Linked DNA regions of Anser cygnoides: region 1 is linked to region 2. A link is a contact called in public Hi-C data. All regions are on one chromosome and are shown on one strand. Each heading gives the region's core, a stretch centred on a gene start, on an enhancer-like site or on the middle of the called end of the contact. The rest is flanking DNA. Distances are from core to core; before and after follow the strand shown. Region 1 holds the start of SRSF5 (serine and arginine rich splicing factor 5). Region 2 holds the start of ERH (ERH mRNA splicing and mitosis factor).

Region 1 (4,178 bases), core at 481-2,980, 170 kb before region 2:
CTTTTAATTGATTATTTTACAAAATAATTACATTACATACCCATTAAATGAAGTCAAAATAGTTAATCGTGTTTTAACAAACCTGCCAGCTGACTCGGGATGACAGATTTTCTACTATGAGACGATTTTCTGTTCTTACAGGTGGGGCACTTCTGCTGGGAAATAAACATTAAGTATTAATTATTTATTAACTCAAGCATAATCGCGTTTTAATACTAACAAAGACCGTACCAATAATCAGCAGTCAACTGATCACTATTGTGACTATGTAATGCCCCAAGTAATCAAGGACAAGCGTCGATTACTTTGGGAGTACAAAAACATAAAGGAGATGATCTGATTTTTTTGATCTTCACAATCCTACTGCCACATCTGATTGACTAGAAAGGCAAATAGCACCTTTTACTATCTCAGTGTACCTCGTGTTTGCCGATGAGATGGACCCAGAGTTATTTATTAAAACCACGTCAGTTCACGGCTATACGTACCTCCTGTCACTACGTGGACGGCGGCTACTGAAACGGTCAGAGTACCTCCCTCTGCCTCTACCACCCCTAGAGCGTGCTCTCGCATGCTCAATTGTAACCCTGCAGAGGAAAAAAAAAATAAGGAAGGGGAAATCATGCATTTTTAAGCATCTTTTCATAGTTATTGGGTGAAAAAGAGCTACAGCTGGATTTGAACAGTGCTGATAACAAAACGCAACTGAAAATCGACACATTTTTTATGTCTGAGTAACACAGGAGATACAGCAGCTCACCTCTCACTGCAAAGCTCTTTTCCATCCAGTTCATAGACAGCGTCATCCGCATCCCTGGGATCCTCAAATTCCTGCAAACCCACACAGCGAGAGCACCGTTAAGCGCCCAGAGCTCTCCCCGCGGCCTCCAGCCCTCCCAGCGCCCGTGAGGCGCACTCACCACGAAGCCGAAGCCCCTCTTGAGGTCGATGTCCCGGATGCGGCCGTAGCCCTTGAAGAAGCGCTCCACGTCCTTCTCCCTGGCGGCGGGGTTCAGCCTCCCGATGAAGACGCGGCAGCCGCTCATGGCTGGGGGCGCGGAGCTCGCTGCGGGAAGGAAACACGGCCCGGCCCGGCCCGGCCCCGCCCCGTCAGACCCGGCCCCAGCCCGTCCCGTCCCGTCAGACCCGGCCCGGCCCGTCAGCGCCGTGCCGGTGACTCAGCACGCCCCCGCCCCGCCCCCTGCCGCAGTCCGCAGCAGCCCGGCCTCGCCCCCTCTGCGGCCCAATCGCAGCCCGCCAGCTGGAGCCCGCCCCGGCCTCGGCCAATCCGAGCGCGCAGCTCCCCCCTCGGTCCCGCCCCCCTCGGCCCGGCCCCGCCCCCCGAGGCGCACGGGCAGGAAAGCCGACGCCATCGCTCCGCCACAAAATGGCGGCGCGGGCCGCGCCCTGCACTCAGCGCCCGCCGCGGCGGCGGCTGCACGCGGAGCACCGGGGCCGGCCCGCCGCCCCGCCGGGACCCCGTGCGCCGCCGCCACCACCCCTCGGCTGAAGGACCCGCCCGCCCCGCCCCCCACACACAGATAGCACCGCGCCCCGGCCGGTCACGAACCTGGGCTGCGGGTCCCGGTGCGTGCCGGGCCGGGCCGGGCCGTGCGGGGCGAGGAGGCCGGTGCGGTGCTGGCGGGCGGCTCCTGCTCCCTGCGCGGCGCCTCGCTCCCGACTGCCGCCCGCCCCGCCCCGCCGCCGCCACCGGGAGGCGGCCCCGCCCCGCGCGCCGATTGGCGGAGGCGGCCCTGGCCCCGCCCCGCCCCTCCCCGGGGTAATGGCGGCGGGCGGCCATGTTGGGGGCGGTGGGCAGTAGTCAGTGGAGGCGGCGGTTCACTGAGGGTTCCTCTCCTGCAGCTTGCACAACGTCCCTTGCTTCGTGCTGACGCCCCTTACAAGTCCTCACGCTCGTCTCTTCCAGCCAAACATAATTAATACGCTGTTAATTACTGCTCAGCAGCAGTATTCAGCCAGTCCCTGAGGCGCCTTATACTTAGACGCGGGGAGCCGTGGCTCATCACTGAAGCCGCAGACCTTAGCTTTTAGTTGGGACGAGTCTGTAACTTAGGGCCGCGGCTACAGCTCAAGAAAACGCATCTGAACCACGAACCCACCGCCTCCTCCTCTCCATGGCACGGAGCGGGCACTGCCCACCGCCCTGCAGTTTGCCACTGTGGAAGGCAATTAGGCAGGCTGGCAGCAAATCACCCGACATCAGATCACAGCCCAGCAGAGGTTTAATACCGAATAGGCATTGCATGTCATCATATTTTTTTGTACATCATCTAGTACATGCAATAAGGTTTAGGTTAGCTTCATGTTTTCGTGCTGAATTTATGCCAGCTGCAGAAGGACGGGGTGACCCCTGGCCCAGTAGGAGCCTTGCAAGTACAAAGAAAACAAAAGATATTTTTCTTTTTGGATTAATATTTGAATGATCAGAACAAGTGTACACCAGATCGGTGTGTTTAGTTTTACACACTAAGTGTGAACTACTGAGGAAATGCCACAAGCCTTTGAGAACGAGATGTAGACCACTACAAAAACATCCTACTGTGTCAAAGCTATCTATAAACCTTCAGGGGGTAACAGGAGAGCTGCTGCACGATTGTGTCCTTCCTTGGCTAGCCCACAGACCTTTCCTGAAAGCCACCTGAGCCCCTAAGCCAACATTTGATGTACACCTAAATGCAACCACTGCACTCATGACCACAGTCTCCCATTAAATTTCCAAGCTCAAATCACAACACATCTTTGTTTTGACAAACCATCTTTTTTTGTCATTTACACAGACTCAGTGACTAACATTAGCAGAAGTTTTTGTTTTCAGCAGACAGCAGATTGCAACGACTGAGCATGTCACATCATCCTCACTTCTTGCTTAATTGAGACCCAGTATTCATTTTAAAAGGAATTTGAAGAACATAGGTCATAATAGGGGAATAGTAGGATGGAGGAAATTCACATTACTCAAGTAGCCAGCACCTGTAATCCTTAAGAAACTCACTGAAGTAGCTAATGAACCATTGCTGAGACATCTGTAGCACCATCCCGAATACCACGCTCCCCAGAGGTGCAGTGATTTTTCGATTGGCAAGCTTACCTTCAAAGGTCAGAGAGGCAATGGAACAGAAGATTAAATAATCAATGTATAAGTACTTCCATTCATTAAACTGCTAAGCTGGTCATGACAACAAGGCAGGCAATAAACAAGCTGTTTCAAATTAATCCAATACTCCTTCCTGGAATAACTAAGCTACTGGGCAAGGGGGAAAATAGAGATGTGTTAAACGTGACCGTAGTAAAGATTTCAGTGCTATGCCACACACGGTATTTTCTTAAGCAAACAGGAAAATGGCAGGATAAAATTAATTGTAAGCTGGAAGCATACCTCTGTCAGTGTTTGCATTCAAAATAGGTCCTTGACAAACACAGGGACAATTCCTTTGCGGAATCAGGGATCTCCTCTCAGCACAGGACTGTTCAACAGCTGCATTAATAGTTTGCTAAGCAGATTAGAGCATGCAGTGTTAAAACATGCAGGTGAATCACCCTGGGAAGATTTTCAAACACTCTGAAGACAAGAAGAGAATTCAAAATGAGCCTGATGAACCAAAGCAATGATTCAACAAGATGAAAATCTGCAAGGACAAGGACAGAAATGTTTATGTTTAGGAAGAACAATCCAGTATAAAATCAGAAATAAACATTTAGGAAATAGTAATGTGTATAAAGGCTTCAGTTAAAGTGGATCCCAATCTAAAAATAACTCAATAAATATACTGGCATTGCAGAAACAGGTATAACCTATTCTGGGATGTGCTTACAGCAGGTATGGTATTTAAGGGACAGGTGCTGATCTGTATGGTGATAGTAAGGTTAGTAAGCTTTAACAATAACCTCAACTTTTGTATGGCACAGTACTACTCAAACACACATATGGCTGCTATGCAGCTCATGAAGAAAAGCTGATTGAAAAAAAAAAATCACTCAAAGTCATGGATTTTTTAGTAGACTCAAGGTATAGCAAAGCTGTGGTATAGATTGCTTTGAGATAGTTTTATGAAATTGAAGTGAAGCCCTTGCAGAATGCTGGAGTGTTATCAATGCAGCACGTGGCTTCGCACGTTTATATTAACCACAGTGCTTTTCTCCTACCTTCGCATGCTCGT
Region 2 (4,221 bases), core at 395-2,894:
TTCAAACTACCTGAACAACTTTTTTTTTTGTTTTGAGCATTTAGGCTACAACTTCAGAGAGCCTCAAGTACTGGTAGAGTGTGGTTTCTGGCCCAAGGTCAGTCTTCTAGAGTACTTCATGTAAATCGGGATTAAACTGAAAATGTGCATCTGCCTGCAGAAATAAAGCAAAGAGCTGTTCATCTGTATCTTTTTACCACTAATGTTTAGCTATACCAGGCTTTATTGGAGCTTCAGACTTTCAAGAATATTCAAGTGTAATTAAAAGAATAGAAACAAATATGAAATCAAAACAAACATCAGGTCCACAATTAAACTCATCTGAAGAAATGCATTAATTAATGAATAATTTTATTGTTCTCCATCATCTGGATTTATTATGTACAGCATTAATTTGCTTTCTACTTAACCATGATAAGTACCCAGGGGGAGGAGGCATTTTTCTCTATTACCACCTATGAAGCTTTTTGCAAACCACATAACGCACAGCCCAAACAGCCATTTCGATTTTAAATTACCCATGTAGCAGGGGGCCTAAGCAACCGTTTTAAATAAAGCGATTGTAACTTCTCATCAGACACTTCCAGGACCGGTGTTCGCACATAAATCATTTCCACAGATACAGTTCTGTTGTTAAACCAGCAAAGCAGACAGATCCTTAAAGCAGCAAGTTTACGGCAAGTGTAAAATCGAATCGAGGATTTCCGAGAGTTGATGAGCCCACGATAAACTCGTTTGTACACGTGTGTGCTGCTGGTAAAGCACTGCCTACGCAGAAGGCTGGCAAGTGTGTGACTGCTGTTGATGCCGAGTGCCACGTTTCTGGATTCCCACCGACCTGTATTCCGGCAGCTGCCGGGAGTCCCAAAACAGACACGGACTGCCTGATCCAACCATACAAACGGGTATAACCTACACAAACACGGGGCAAGAACACCACCTCCGAACAACACGAAACACAGCCGGAGGCAGCAGAACTGCGCACAGCCGCCCTCCTTTGAGGCGCGCAGTAGAAGTTAAGCCGGGACTCCAGGCATTTCTGACAGAAACTCGCAAGGAGCACCAAGCCCGGCTCCCGCCGCCCCTGCCCGCTACGCGCCTCAGCCTCTGCTCCGCCTGGGGCCGGAGCGCTCCGACGGGCTTCGGCTCCCTCACCCGGCCTCCGTGCGGGTTTCCAACGAGCACAAGCGCACCGCGCCTCGCGCTGCCCCCTCACCTCGGAGAAGTTGACGGCCAGGGGGATGATGCCCGCCACATAGCAGGCCACCAGCATGGCGAGGGACAGCAGGCAGATGGCAGGGAAGTCATCCATGGCGCCTGGCGGCGAGGTCCGGCGGCGAGCTGCCCGCCCCAGCCCCGCCTCACCTCGCCTCACCTCACCTCAGCCCGTGCGGACGCCCAGGGCCCAGGCGCGGCCCCGGCCCATGGCTGCCCCCTCAGCGGCTCCCCCTCAGCCGCCCCCTCACCGAGCGGCACCGCGGCGCTTCCCCTTCCGGGCCTTCCCGGCTCCAAGATGGCGGCCGCCCGCCACCCGGAGGCGGGAAAGCGCGGCTCCCTTATCAAAGATGGCGGCGCAGCCCGCTTCCCTCCCCCCCCCCCCCGCTCCTCCAACGCGTCCCGCTAGGCTTCCACCCGCCGCCCTCAGCGCTTCGGCTTCAGAGGGCGCGCGTGCGCGGGGGGGCGCTCTAGCCCTTCCTCTCGCTGGTCGGCCGCGGGGGGTTGTGGGGGATCGGCGGGCGCCTGGCGGTCGGAGGCGGCGGAGCTGAGGAGCGGGAGCCGCGATGGTGAGCGGGGGGCGCGGGGGGCTCTGGGGGGGGGCTCGGCCTGGCCGCACCGGCACCGGGGAGGGCGGGGGGAGGCAGAGGGGGACGGCAAGGCCGCGGGGGGACCCGGCCCGGCAGCACGTGGCGGGGGGAGGCCGCGAGCGGGGGCTCGGGCCTGGTCCGGGGGTGCGGGCCCGGGGGTCGCCTCCGTGAGGGGGGTGCGCCGGAGCCCCTCGGTGCCCCGGGGCTGGGGGGAGAGGCCCGCCTCGGCCTGGCTGCGGTCAGGAGTTTGGCTTCTGCTGCCCGAAGGAGGGGAAAAAGTCGCCGAAATCAACTCCTCCTGCCTAGCTTGAGGAGCTGGAAGGCCCCTAAGCGTGCGGTGTGCTGCCTCGCTTCGCCAGGCGTCTTGCTGCTCTCCCCGTACCTCCTTCTTCTCTCTTTTTTCCTTCCCCCCAGTTTGTTTTCGTCTAGGCTTCGCAATTGGCAAAATGCTCTTCGGGCAGATGCTGCCTGGCTCCTGCTCGTTGGGGTGCCAGTGCTGCCTCAACCGCTTTTACGGGGTTATGTCTGCAATTTTGTACTTGGAGAGCTTTCTAAAGGGCGCTCTGGCAGTTGAAAATTGGAGTAATATAAACCAGTTTGGGGTCTTATTTAACAACAGCCAGTACAATTCCCGCTAAAAGAAAACACAAGAACACGAAACAATGCAACACAATAAAGAGCCCGTACTGCACTCTTCCACATTACCTATTCCTATGGCGTGACATTTTCAGTATCTTCCTCTGTTTTGGTTTTCTAACACTGAGATTTATACTCATGGAAAAACCAAACAGTTTTTATTTACACCGATCTTTGTCCCTAGGCACATATTCGGGGGGGGGCAGGTAAAAGTTTGAAAAAACCTCTCAGGTTTATGAACTTGTCACATCTGTGGTGGGAGAGGAGGAGCAATTTTACCAAATCAAGCTAAATTAGTTTTTTTAGGGTTTTTTTTTTGTCGTAAGGTAAAATAACAGGAAGTTCTTAAAGAAACACTTAAGATGTAATGCATTGATACTGCAGTACAATTGATCCCAATGGCAGTAATTTTGGTAGACCAGCTAAGGTGGACAAAGATCTTAAAAGCTAATTTGTACAATATAAACACGAAGGAATTGATTCTTTTATTGTTTGCTTTACTTCAGAGCTTTTAGCAGAAGCTGAGACATTAATACTTGTTAGAAGGAGAAATTTAAGTGGCAGTAACAGGATCAAAAGAAATACTAGCAACAATTTGGACTTGTTTTTTGATGTTATTGTAGTAATTATTGTTAGAGGCTCACGATCTATTGGTGTTGCTTTTAGAAAAGCTGAATTATGCCCTTTTTTTGTACAAGGGAATGAATAATTTCCAGGCTGATATGGATATTGAAAAGTTTGCAAAGAGAAAAATGGTTTCCAGTCAGAAGCTCAAATAAATTCTAACCTGAAGTTCTGAAAGAACTGGCTTGTATGTCTGGCTCACTGATACTTTTTTCCTGTAGTCTGAGTATTGGGATAGTGTCAGACTAAATATGTTGATTTAACAGTCAAAGACTGGGAGGGGTATTTTGAGGCTGGAAAGCTTAAAGTTCTTCCCCACCAGGACACTGAAAGACTGGATACAGAATTCACTTAACTATGATAAAGTTGCTCATCTCCTAGGCAGTACAGTTTTATCTATACTTTCTTAGGTTTTGCCAAATAAACCCAACTTTTTTCTTCTAACGTTAAAGTTGAGTTTGAAAGTACAAAGACCACAATTGCAGTTTGCAGGGCGTTCTGCTGCTAAAACACGCAAGCTTTTATAGAACACACTGAACTGGCTGACAGACCCCATTTTTTTTAAGAAGGGTTTCTTACTCGGATGCTCCTGGGAGATCAGAGTTCCAAGTCCTGGAAGCGAGCCTGGTCACAACCAAATACAAAGGGTACTGCTGGAAGTAGTTGTGAATGGATTTGGCAGCCCTTTGACTCCCTGGCGAGGCGTGCCTGGGACAGTGCAGCACACTTAGGAGCAGCTGGATACCAGCGGCCCTGGGGGCATCCCGTTCACATCTAGCGTCCTCCGGTGTGCAGGGAAGCAGTCTTAGCAGATGTGGTCTCCTTTGTATGATTTTCATTATAGCACAAAGCTCTGCGTTCTCCTCCTTCATTTCTGGGAGGGGAAAAGTCTTACTGCTACTGCTTCTTTATGGAACTTTTCTTCTGAGCTCCTCCAAATCTCCTTCTACCACGTTATGAATTTAAAAAGCTGAAACCGTATTCCAGGTCGATCGTGGTATAAAAATTTGGACCATTTTCTTATAAATTCTTTGCCATTTTTCTATCACCGCATTTGAGCACTGAAGTGGTACCTTTTAACTGTTCTGTCCAAAGCGTGGGTTATCAGCAGCTACCTAAATGAAGCCTGATAATGCATTTTGGTATTTGTTTCCAG

What was found. A called contact is a pair of places that touch in the nucleus more often than the background predicts.
Region 1: a Hi-C map of liver shows a contact between it and region 2, with 2.3 times the contacts expected there. The contact joins the promoter of SRSF5 here to the promoter of ERH in region 2. A contact is called at or near these places in 3 of 7 Hi-C or Micro-C datasets (granulosa cells and liver).

What each region holds. Positions count from the first base shown.
Region 1 is chr5:29,833,771-29,837,948 of Taihu_goose_T2T_genome, reverse strand. It overlaps SRSF5 (serine and arginine rich splicing factor 5), which reads right to left and starts at 1,730. Exons shown (of 8, transcript XM_066997749.1): 1 at 1,571-1,730; 2 at 921-1,066; 3 at 761-831; 4 at 489-587; 5 at 83-152. The coding sequence starts at 1,046.
Region 2 is chr5:29,661,432-29,665,652 of Taihu_goose_T2T_genome, reverse strand. ERH (ERH mRNA splicing and mitosis factor) reads left to right here and starts at 1,644. Exons shown (of 4, transcript XM_066997739.1): 1 at 1,644-1,784. The coding sequence starts at 1,782. SLC39A9 (solute carrier family 39 member 9) reads right to left here and starts at 1,509. Exons shown (of 7, transcript XM_048065227.2): 1 at 1,217-1,509. The coding sequence starts at 1,312.